Regions from separate parts of the Gossypium hirsutum genome. Here all the other regions are linked to region 2. The links are chromatin contacts, called in public Hi-C maps. All regions are on one chromosome and are shown on one strand. Each heading gives the region's core, a stretch centred on a gene start, on an enhancer-like site or on the middle of the called end of the contact. The rest is flanking DNA. Distances are from core to core; before and after follow the strand shown.

Region 1 (4,344 bases), core at 1,288-3,787, 150 kb before region 2:
AGCTGGCTTAAATTTCGAAGTTGGAATCCCATTCCACAATACCTGTATAGTAGAAGTGGAAATAGCAGACATAATAACATTACGTAAAAAAATAGGAATACCTGCAGCTTGAAGTGACGAGTCTATGAAATCCCATCGTACTCAATCGTAAGCTTTTTCTAAATCAATTTTGATGGCTATCCACTTTCTATTTTTTTGCATGCTCTTCATAGAGTGTACAACCTCTTGAGCAATGACAATATTATCTGTGATATTCTGTCCTGCTATGAAGCCAATCTGCTCAGGAGCTATAAGTTTTAGGAAAACCACTTTAAAATGATTAGCAATAATCTTCATAACCAGTTTATAAAGAACAGATCACAAACTAATTGGACAAAACTGAGCAAAGCATTCCAGATTTTGGATTTTAGGTAAAAGAACAATAAGCGAATTATTTAACTTCGCATCAATACTTTTACCAGCAAAAATACTCTTAACGCAACTGCAAATGGAAATGCCAACATGGTCCCACTGACTTTGGTAGAAAAGTGCGTGAAAACCATCACTTCCTGAAGCCTTCAGAGGAGCCATGTCAAACAAAGCAACTCTAATTTCTTCATCAAAAACTAGATTATTAAGAAACCTCAAATCCTCATCAGTGAGGGGCGGGAAGGCGCTAGTCGGTAAACCAGTCATTGGTCCAGGATGATCACCATACAAATCTTTAAAGAAATTGACAGCTTCAGTCTTAAGTTGTTCTTCATCCATGATCCATTCCCCCAGCTCGTTTTTTAAAGTAGTGATTAGATTCTGCTTTCTTCTTCTCAAAGTACGGGTATGAAAAAATTTGGTGTTGCGATCTCCTAAGACTAACCAATCACAACGAGCTTTCTGAGGCCAGAGAATTTCCTCATGATACAAAACATTATCCAAATCTTCTCTAACTTCTATTTCAACTTGTCTGAGAAAAGCCGAGTTATTTCTGTTACGTTCGATCTCAATGTTTTGTAGTTTCTTAGTTAAAAACTTCTTTCGGGTAGGAATATGGCCATACACATTTTTATTCCATCTTTTGACTAGATCAGTAAACTCGGAGTGTATCTTCGGCATATCAGTAGAAAGCCTCCAATTTTCTTTAACAAAATTGGAGAACCCAACCTGCTAAAAACCTAAATGAACGCCTTTGCGAGGAAAGAAAGTTAGGCATCAAAGATAGTTTAAGGGGTCTATGATCCGATTTAAGTCGTGGCAAGTAAGTCACAAGAGAACTAGGAAAAAGAGTACACCAAGCGTTATTACAAATAGCCCTATCCAGCCGCTCCATAACCCCCCTCTCTGCCAAGTGAATTGCAGACCTCTAAAGCCTAAATCTTGCAACAAAGCGGAATCCATAAGTTTATCAAAAAATGGGCATTTTTTTCCTAGTGACCGACCCCCTCTCTTCTCGGTAGGAGAAAGAATAACATTAAAGTCACTAATCGCCATCTATAGAGCCCCGTCCGCTGGAATAGTTCTCCACAAAACCTCCCATAAAATTCTTCATTTCTCTGATTCGTACTGGCGTACACAAAAGTAACCAGAAGAGGTTTACTAAAAGAGGTACCAGAATTTCTGACTAACACAAATTGCGAATGATTTTTTAGAATCTCCATACAAATAGATTCTTTCCAACCAATACAAATACCACCTGAAAAACCCACTGCCTCTACTCGATGTGAGTATTGAAAACCAAGTTTCGCAATAATCGAATCAGCTTTTATCCCACTGACCCTCGTTTCCATAAGGCTGATCAAATCGGGTTTATGTTCACGATTATACTCATGAAAAACCCGAATAAGCTTCGAACTAGCACTACCCTGACAATTCCAAGAAAAAATAGTTAAATTCATAACTAAAATATTAAAAAATGAGTACTACCCATTCAAAGGCCAAATGGAAGCTTGATCTCCCTCATTGTTGGTAATGACCGTATCAGAAAGAGCCTCCACTTACTCACCAATAAGCTTTGCCATGGAATTCATAGCATTAGGGAGAGAGACACGGGAATTTCCAGCAATTTTAAAAAGTCCCCTACGTCCACGAATTGTCTTATTTAGAGCTCGACCACTTCGCCCACTTCATTTTTTATTATCAAGACCATGGCCTTTTGAAGGAACGGATAAGATATTCGCATCACTTGGTCCATTATTTGACCCTTTTGTTATGACATGATGATCCGAATTTCCTTTAAAAGTAACAGCCGAAAGTCTTTTGGGATCTAACAAGCTAGAATTTAATACCACCTCAGATTCAAAAGGACCTTCAAATGTAGGATTAAAATGCAGTGAGGAGCTTTTATTTTGTAAAATTGGTGACGGACCCGTCTGTGCTCCGCGGTCTAGAATCCCTGAATCATTTAAATCCTGCTTGTCTATTAAAAATGATTGAGACCCATCAGAATTTAGACTGATATTTTTTCCTAAAATTAAGCCTCCAATCGCCAGACCTTTCCTAGTGTTACCATGTTCAACTTCCAAAAGAACTGGCCCACTAGACTTATCCTTCAGCCCAATACGACTATTATGACCCATTATTTCCTTTCCCATATTATCTTTAGCCCGCTGTCCATAAAAACCCCCAGGCCTATTCTCTTTTAAATTCCTAATAAAATCACCTTTTTTAAAAACAACCTCCTTCAACCCCGAAGTTTCAGCCCGTGACTTTCTAATCCCTGATTTTTCAACCCCCAAATCTGTCAATTGATTATCATCAGAAATTAAAGCCATGAATCTTGACCCATCACGATTTTCTTCCGTTAAACTTGCATGTTGATTCGGCTTTCCGACTGGAGTACGCCTAGATTTGCACTGAACTACCATCCATGGACCAAAAGCGTCAATCACTATCACTGGATCTACGTCCTTGTCCGCCGTCACAGGTACATCTTCCTTCTCTCCTTGTATGCTCTGTTCTGCCAAAAAAGAAGAACAAGAAGTTTTTAAATGACCATATTTTCCATAATGAAAGCATACCGTGGGAAGAGCTTCAAATTCAACTCTTTGGATCCGGCCATTGATCGATACTTGAGAAATAAGTGGCTTATGCAGATCAATCGACACAACCATTCTTGCAAATTGACCCCTAGCCCCACTGTCCGTCTTGAAATCTAACTTCATTACTTGTCTAACTAAGCTCCCTATCTCTTCTAAAATCTTTTTCTTATACAGGAAGCCCAGCAATCCTGGGAAACGAATCCAGGCCGTAACCACATTTGGAAAAGGTTTCAGTGGATCGAATTCAATTGTCCAAGGCTGAACAGTTAGATAGTGACCAAACACTATCCATGGACCTTGAGTCAGAGCCAGGTCATAGTCTACCCTGCATTGGAAACGGACAAGGAAATATCCATTTTTGATATCCATCAGATGAAAAGGTTGAGAGGGTTTCCAAAGGCTAGAAATACGATTGTGTAACGCCCCGTAACCTATGTTCCATCCTAACAGCTTGACAACTACGATAGTCTCCATATCCCTAACTAAAAAATTCCTTATAAGCTCCGAGAAGTCAATGGCAGGGATTCCATTAATGGAGGATCGAAGAATGTCACCTTCTTCAATGACGAAGCCTCCATTAAAAATAACATCACCGGATTCAGAAACATTCCTTCCCATAGGTTTCTTTTTCCAAGAAACTTCTTTGATTGGAATCATGTCAACCACCATATTGTCTATTGAATCTTTTCCCACCTCTTTGAATCTGACCTTTTTGGTGTTGCATTCTTCATCAGTGAATGTTTCGATACAGGTCCGGTCATCAGATGAAACTGTAAAAGCAGAAGCCATAATTTACTTTTTTAGTAAATTTTTTTAATTAAAGTGAGTTTTTTTTTTTAATTTCAAAATATCGCACCAATGAATTTGATAAAAGAATTTTAAGTTAAACGATAACAAGACCTAAAATATTGAAATTATATTTTATTAAGGTTTGTATTTGACCTAAATTGGATTGTTAACTTGCCTATATATAGTTAAACATAGGTTAAGCTTGAGAGCTTTTGGTCAAGCCATTTTTAGGGCTTAGTTTGTAGATTTAAGATTTTAATTTAGTTTATTTCTTTTAAAAATAGTTTTATTTTCTTATTCTTCGACTTGGATTCGATTTGAGCCCATGTCTTCGTTATTTAGTATTTTCATAATCTTCTTTTACATTCCTCTTGCAAAGAAAAATATCTCGACAACTGTTAAAGGCTTTCGCAGATCCAAGCACATCCAGTTTATTAAACGGATCAATTTCTATCCGCCTCTCATTTTAATTTAATTTGTGTGTTTTGCATGATTAATTTAATTATGATGAAGATGGTTATTGAATCAATGAGTGACTAACTCC
Region 2 (4,079 bases), core at 1,534-4,033:
TAAATTTTAAATTTTAAAATCCATTTCAAATTTTAGAATTTTCAAAAGACAAGATTTGTTTAAAGAAAAACATGAGAACTTATTTGTTTTGTTGTTTCACACTTCATTCAAAACCTAAACAATAAATAAATAATTTTACTTATAATATATTATTAACGAAGCTCAAGGTTTTTAGAATTAGACTAATAGACGAACAGATTAAACCACCGATTCTCGATTCAATAGACTTGATCGATCCAATTAGTTCTGTTGAATAAATTATTAAAAATAAAACATAAATAAAAATAGATAAAATTGGTTTAAATGATTTGATTGCCAGTTCGAGTAGTCTAACCAGTTCAACCTACTCACAAGTCAACCAATATGCCCCTAATTCTAAGCTGGTACCCCGGTTGATCCGATTCTAAAAACATCGACAAAGATTTAAGCATTTAATTTAATACAATATAAATATTAAAAATTTTCATTTATACCATTATTTTCACAATTTTAATTTTAAACCCTTGACTTTTAATTTATAACTAAGTAAGTCCGCTTATGCCCAATGCAATTGGTCTAACCAATTGATTTAGTCCAGTTTTGAAAATAGTGACGAAGCTTTATGTTTTTAATTTAATAGAATATAGATATTCAAAAATTCAATTATTCCTTAAGTTTTACAATTTTAATTTATAAACCCCTGACTTGTAATTTATACCTAAGTCTACTTATTTAAGTACAGATAATTGTATGATTTTATTGAGGTATAAACAAAGTATAAATGACTTATTGAGATTTCTTTTTAATATTTTAACCCAAAAAAATTATAAAAATATAAAAATAGAAAGTGATATTTTGTTGGTCAATCAATTCAACCGATTTGATCGGTTTGACTAGTACTATTGGTTCGTCCAATCTATAAAATAAATCATTAAAAAATTAATTCAACAGCTCAATCAAAATCCTCCTAAATAATTAAATTTTAATAAAATGTTTTTAGAGCTTAAAATTAGTTGAAATCTCAATCTAAATTGGAATTATCTAAAAAATAAATTGAGAAATAATAAATTCATAAATTATAAATTTCAAATTTTAAATTTTAAAATTTAAATCTAAATCCAAATTTTGTTTTTAGTGAATTATAAGAATAGGTAAAACCCGAATAATAAACACGACTAACGCGACTCGAATCTAGACCACACTTGAGACGGTAAATATTCTAATTGTCATGACATCACATGGGGTTGATCTAAATCCAAATTTTAGTTACTAAACTTTACCTAATTGAATTTAAGTTACCCGTTAGTCTAAATTGATTAAATGAACGAAGAAGACAAGGGAAGTTGACAATTAATTAAGAAAAGAAATTTCATTAGAAAGCAAATTAAAAGATGTTATGTTAGGGTTCGAAGGGGCTGTTTGTCTAGGTTTTCACAATAAATTTGTTGCTTGTCTGAAATAAATAAGAAAAAAAGAATCAAATAGAATCTTTTACTTTTGTTTTTCTTTCAGACAGGTATCTTTTCAAACGGTTAATTTAAACACAAGAAGTTCCAAATGACAAACCCTAGAAACCATTACTTACTCAGCTCCTATGTTTTTATTAATTCTCTAATTCATTTTTCTGCATCAACCCATCTCTCAATCATCCTCAGTTGCAGGAAAACTATATATTCAATCCCTTTGAATATTATTTACATTAATATATATTAATTGCTTGCATCATGATCGAGACCTGATGCGGGGTTTTCACGACAAAACAAAGAAATGTCCAAATACTTACTGTGGTCCCAAGATCTCGGATTTTCAGACACAAACCCTAACCTTGGATAAGTATGACTAATTGACTATTTCCAAAGGGTAAATGAAGAAATGGCTACACTAGGCATTTGCTCAGCTCTCTATTAAATTTGAAATCTAAATCGGATATAATCCTCAAATTTTGATCCAACATCCACAATATGCATAAAAAACAAGCTTGAAAGTTGAAATTAGTAGTCTTTACTCTTTGGTGCCAATGAAGAACACTCAAAGTAGTCAAAAACAGTCGAAGAAATCAGATCAAAATCGAAATTTAAGTAAGCCAAAAAAGAAAGAAAGCAAGAAGAAGCATAAAACAAACCCTAAAATTTTCGTACACAAAATCCCAATTTTGTGGTTTAAACTTTAAACAAAATACCTGCAAATAAATTTAAAGGAAAAAAAAAACCTCAACAATTCTAAAGCTGATATTACTCAATTCAGAAAACAAACGTCAGAGAAACACAGAGTGCTTAATGTAAAAATCAAGTTTTTGAATATTAATTTTATTGTAGTATTGTCCCTTTCAAAAGGGCCTTGTTGCAAGAGAGCTATCGCTCCTCTCGATAGCCCTATTTTGGCTAACTCTTTCTCCTTCTTGTTCCCTATACCTATGCAAATACCTCTTCAATTGCTCGGCGTAGTTGTCAAACCCTAGCGTTGCCAGTGCCCAACAAACGTCGTCCCCGTTAACCGTCTTCCGCTTCTCCTTGTGGCACTTTTCGGATGCCTCCCCGGTGACGAAGCTGATGAACTCCGACACGCATTCCTGCATGGTTTCTTTGGCTTCCTTGGAGATCTTGGCGTTGGGAGGTAGGATCTGCTTCATGATCCGGCCGACATTCGCTATCGGAAGCAGCCGGTCTTGTTCCTTGATGATGCCATCCTCGCCTGAGAGGACACTACTAGCAGCGCCTGTGGCAAAGTTGTACTTAAGACCTTCACTATCTAAATTATTAATCCCTATTTTATCAGCCATTTCTATTAAAAGCAAAAAAAAAAAAATTATACCTCTTAAACTCAGACACGTCTCTTCTAACTGCTAATTTGCTATTATATAGGCTCATACTTATTTATATACATACACACATCTATATACATATAAATAGTAAAATGGTAAAATTTATTCGACTACATGACAATTCATGATATAAACCGATCAACCAATACAAAGCATTGTTGGTGTGGATTTGATTTTCTTATTAAAAAATAATATTTTATACATTATCAGTTAATAATATGAAAAATCATTATTAAGTAAAATAAAAAATATTTGAGAACTTATAAATATATATTAATATATAGATTTATTTAAACATAAGTAAATGTCGATTATACTTATTACGATTTGTTCAGATTTTAAATTTCGAGTTTAATGTTTATGGTAAAGGATTTAAAATTTAAATCACACATTACGTTTAGGGTTTGAGTTTACAAGTTAGAGTTTTTTATAATTTCTCTATTATTATTTTTATTTCACTAATAATAAAGTGTTATATTATTATTTATTAATATTAGATAAGTACTAATAATACATTAAATATTCGTAAGAGTAGGGGATCGTGGGAGCAAACTAAACCTTAAAAAGGCATAAAGAAAAATACTCAAAACTTATCACTTACAGACAATGGTCCCTCTTCATAGTCTGCTCTCAATAAGGTTGGAACTCAAAAAAAATAAATATTATAAATAGAAAAATCTGAAAATTTGAAATGTGTGGACTTAAAGATATGCACGTGTGGGGTTCTTGCCATAGCTGCAACAAAATTAATTCTAAATTAAAGCACTAATAAAGTTGGATTACCTACTAATTTAGGGTTTTTCGTACTTGAGATTATTTATGTCACACTACACGACATGAAATTGTTTCACTTTTTTTAATAGTTGTTTATGTTGTGAAGTCATGTGGTTCGGGTTACACGATCCTGAAACTCTGGACTTGGTATATAATGCCACGTATAGCCCTATGATGACCAAAGTAAGTAAATTATTAAGGCCATTAATCTTGATGAATGATGAATCACATTACATATGCATGTCATGTGTATGTATATGATTTTTGTTTAGTTATTAATTCAAGCTTGCATTCTATATATAGTACTAAGCGTGAGGTTTTAACTTAATTATTTATTTATTAATGATGAAAGTGGGTTTGCTTATGTAAACTAATTATAATTTATTATATTCTTATTGTTCATTTGGAATCAATCATTGTTGTCTCACAAAATTGAATATTTGTGAAAGAAAAGAAGACCTTGGATGATGAATAGTTTAGAGAAGATATTTGATGCGCTGCATGC
Region 3 (3,983 bases), core at 1,476-3,975, 230 kb before region 2:
CAACGAATGCAGTAACCTGATCAAGTCATCATGAGCCAGGTTCAATTGAGCCACGATCTCCGAATAGCTTAGCCGTTCTGACGCGTTAAAAAGCAGAAGGACCGCAGCCTGATTATTTAGGGAACTGGTAATATTAGATTTCCAAGTTGAATCCTAAATCTAGAATTTGGAACGTGAAAGGTTTACCTGATGAGTTGAAACAATCAGTTCTATGGGTTTTGGCTCGAACTTGCCATTAATGTGGGAAGTTCCAAGTGAGTATATCCATGTAAGCTTTCTGTGTTTTGTTTTGGTTCCGTAAAATCCTTTGAAAACTTCTACACACTTGACCTGAAACAATGAAGTTTTTTGGGTATAAAACGCGTTTCTGGAAACATGCTAGGGTAAAAATAAGGATTACTTTAATACTGTCATGATTACCATCTCAGGAGGGAGAGAGAGATCAAACGATTTATAACTTGGCCAGAATCCGGTGGTAAGAACAGTAACTGTAAAATCAAGCCAGGATGTACATCTGGGTTATTCCTAAGATATTCCTGGAAGCTGCTCTGGTTTTCCTTTCCAGTACCACATCTGTGACCTGTTAGGAAGGCAGAGGACAAGCTTGATCACAATTAGAACTGTAAACCATGAAATCGAATAAAATAGGCAAAAACCAGACCGACTATCAGACCATGCCCTCCATCTTTGAGGTGAGCGGTGCACCGAACTGCTGTTTGAGCTTACTCAGAATACTCCTTTCTTGATCATCATTAGTACCGCGGTCAAAAAGGAGTCGCCGAGCAAGTTTTTTCCTGTCAATGATTGCACGCCATGAAGTTAGGATCAAAATGCACCACATAAATTCATGCCATTACATTTGTTTTATAATGTACATATAATACTAATCAACAAATAATAATAATAACCTCACCTGTAGAATTCAGCAAAGACGTCCTTATCGATGACATATTGCAGCAACTTAACTACCTGCAGAAACAAAACGAATAGCTTAGAACCAATTTCTGGTCCGCACAAATTTGGCGTCAGACGGTCGATAAAGCCACCTTCTCAAGTGTTTCTTCAATGACTTTATCGCTTAATTTCTCACTCCCACCCTTCCTGAGGATATGATCAGCGAAAGATGCCAAAATCTCTGCACTTGGGCTGCCATAAACATTTTTGTTGCAAAATACCTCAAAAGCCTCTTTTAAGGCCTATTGAACATTTCGACAAAGCTTGTGTCAGATGAAATGATTGAACATGATCCATATTAAAAAATTTAGGTATTCCAGCAAACCTTGTGGAACAAATTATGATTTTGAAAGCAGCTGTTCAGATATGTCATATAATTATCATGCAGCTCAAGTATATTCTTTACAAGAACCTGACGATGATGATAACAATATTAATTTTCAACATCTGAAGTGAATCCATGAGTATCCATAGCTTAAAAGTTGGAAATTTTACCTGTTCGTGCCCGCTAGGAGTATTTGAGGCCTGTGAAAATGATTGACTATCAGCATTTAGAGATGGGCACGTTGAGTAGTCGAAACAATAAATTATGTATCATCCATTTTTCACTCAGGTGCATAAACAAAATAATAGATAAAAAAAAGAGAGCCAGGTTTATGCTTAAACATTACTCTTCCTGTTTTGCACTCAATATGTTAGTACAAAAGAATAGATTTGATATCCTCACAAGAATACAAATCTTCAGTAATCCTTACTACAAAACGACATCAGTAATTGTATCCAGCAATTATACTTGTAACTATAAGAGAAGGGCAACAACAAATTAACCTGGTTACTTGCAGCCTCTTCTGCCTGTTGAACAAAGGCTGTACCCTCAATAGTAACATGCTGCAAAAGAAAAAAAAAAACTCAGAAAGAGTCAGTAAAGCTGTGAAGTAACATGAAAAGACGGTCATTTAGCTTGCAGAACAAGTAAACAGAAATTCATACCTGCTTGAATACATTAGCAACAAGATCCAGGCCTTGAGATATTTTATTATAAACCCTGTACGTCCTAGAAAGATCATCCACCTACAGAGCATAAAGTAAGCCAAGTAATTTCCTGATCTACACAGTTACCGAAATAAACAGCGAGAAGAGTAAACATTTCTTGCAAAGAGACAAGGTTGAGCAAATTTTACCTTATCATCTCTAAACAAAACCTTGATCCCTGAATCCTCCTTTTCAAGTAGCTGGTTAACGTATACAACCAACAACTCGTGTTGCACTTTCTACACAAAGGATAAACAGCTATAATTAGAATGCTCTCGGAATTATAGAGCTGTATTCATAGAAACTGTACGTTAACTTGCCTCACATTATTGCGCCTAAAGACAATTCACACAACTTCTATTCTACTATCTTACTGACAACTTTCACACATCAAACAAAATTCATGTATTTCACCTCTTACTTGATCAATTGATAACTCCAAAATATAGTTATTTTAAGATCTATTTACTTTCAAATTCATTCAAGTTCGGGGTGTCTAATAACAAATTCTACAGTAATTTTTTAATTTCTATTTATTGTTCAATTTATTTGAAATAATTCATTTTTGTTAATTTATATGCTAAAATTGATTTTCAGTCCTAAAAGTGCCTAATAAACTCAGAAGAGGAAAGGGATTGAAATGCACACTTTGATGCCTAACGCTGCAACGTCTATGTAGCAAAGGACCTACACGATGTGGACTGATATATTACCATCCTTGGATGCCCCAATTATAATAATTGGACTTTAGAATTCCTCTTGACCCAACTCTTGACCCAGCTCCTAAGTGGGTCAACAAAACTGGATAACCCAACAAGATCGAAAGAGCCCAAATCGTCCATTCGGAAGGAATGAGCCCAAACTGTCCATGAAAACTTGGTAATCAACCAATTCAACCACCAATCAACCATGAGGGAATCAAGCAACTCTTCCCTTGAATCAAGCATAAATCAATTAACATCCTTCCCAAAACAGCATGATCGTCCACCCACCTTCGGCCACCTCTAGAGAGAAAATCAAGGGATTTGGGGCTAAAAATAGCTAGGGGATGTTGGAGCGTTTCTAGTATAAATAAGAAGTCTTTCATCAATCACTCAATCATCCACCATTCATCATCTTTTCTCCTATTTTTCACTCCACTTAAGTAAGTTTGAGCGTTTGATCGAATCGAATGAAAAAAATTCGAGTTAATTGAGTTGATAAATCTTATTTTATCATCCTAACTCGATTTGAATTTTTTTTAATCAAGTTGAGTGAGATGAAATTCAAATCAAATCGAATCGAATATATTTGTTCGAAAATTAAAAAATAACTTTGGGTTCTTGTAGCTACTTTCACCTACCATAATCAAATTTGCCTACCGTAATCAAATTTGTTATTAGCTTTCACCCACTCATAATTTATTTATTAATATTTTATATACAGGTTAACTTTTTTGCTTACTTAGTTGCTTCAATTATTTTCTGATTCTGGTTATCATGTATTTGAAAATTAAAAAATATATTAAATATAAAAAACGTGTTTTTTTAATAAAATTTATTTAAAAATAAAATATGAAATTGATACAAAAAAAAATTAACTGAATATTTTATGTCATCATCAATAATTCAATTTTTTACAGAAATTGATAAAAATTTAGCATGATTAAACAATTCAATAATATAAATAGTAAAAAAATGTGAAATTTAATTCAATAATATAAGTAATAGACATAAATTTGAAAAAAAATTGGGGTTTAGGAGGAAGTAAAAGTTTTGAGGAAAAGCAAAAGGGGAAAAAGTTTTGGGAGGTTAAGAGGAGTAAAAAATTTAAGAGTTTGAGGGAAGTAAAATTTTTGAGACGAAAGTATTGGAGAAAGTAAAAGGAAAATGGTTTTTGGCGTTTGGGGATGTAAAATTTTGGGGGGAAAGTAAAAAGGTGTGACTTTTGAGATGGGGTTTGAGGGGAAAAGGAAGTAAAATATTTGATATTTAGTTTATTCGAATTATTCGGGTTAC

The links. Hi-C and Micro-C count contacts between places; a contact is called where the count stands out from the background.
Region 1: a Hi-C map of leaf shows a contact between it and region 2, with 3 times the contacts expected there. The contact joins the enhancer-like site here to the promoter of LOC107926882 in region 2. A contact is called at or near these places in 3 of 34 Hi-C or Micro-C datasets (all in leaf).
Region 3: a contact with region 2 is called in a Hi-C map of leaf, with 2.4 times the contacts expected there. The contact joins the enhancer-like site here to the promoter of LOC107926882 in region 2. A contact is called at or near these places in 2 of 34 Hi-C or Micro-C datasets (both in leaf).

The regions. Positions count from the first base shown.
Region 1 is chrA08:93,746,089-93,750,432 of Gossypium_hirsutum_v2.1, forward strand. No RefSeq gene overlaps it. Among protein-coding and RNA genes, the nearest start is that of LOC121205336, 33 kb to the right of the region's middle. Within about 2 kb of position 2,538, at least 9 of the 9 cell types and tissues checked have an H3K27ac peak or open chromatin away from gene starts, as enhancers often do. A contact at or near this core is called in leaf, where this site is marked.
Region 2 is chrA08:93,900,271-93,904,349 of Gossypium_hirsutum_v2.1, forward strand. It overlaps LOC107926882 (nuclear transcription factor Y subunit B-5), which reads right to left and starts at 2,784. Exons shown (of 1, transcript XM_041074652.1): 1 at 2,190-2,784. The coding sequence starts at 2,758. The coding sequence ends at 2,306.
Region 3 is chrA08:93,671,811-93,675,793 of Gossypium_hirsutum_v2.1, forward strand. It overlaps the pseudogene LOC107940489. Among protein-coding and RNA genes, the nearest start is that of LOC121205267, 51 kb to the left of the region's middle. Within about 2 kb of position 2,726, at least 3 of the 9 cell types and tissues checked have an H3K27ac peak or open chromatin away from gene starts, as enhancers often do. A contact at or near this core is called in leaf, where this site is marked.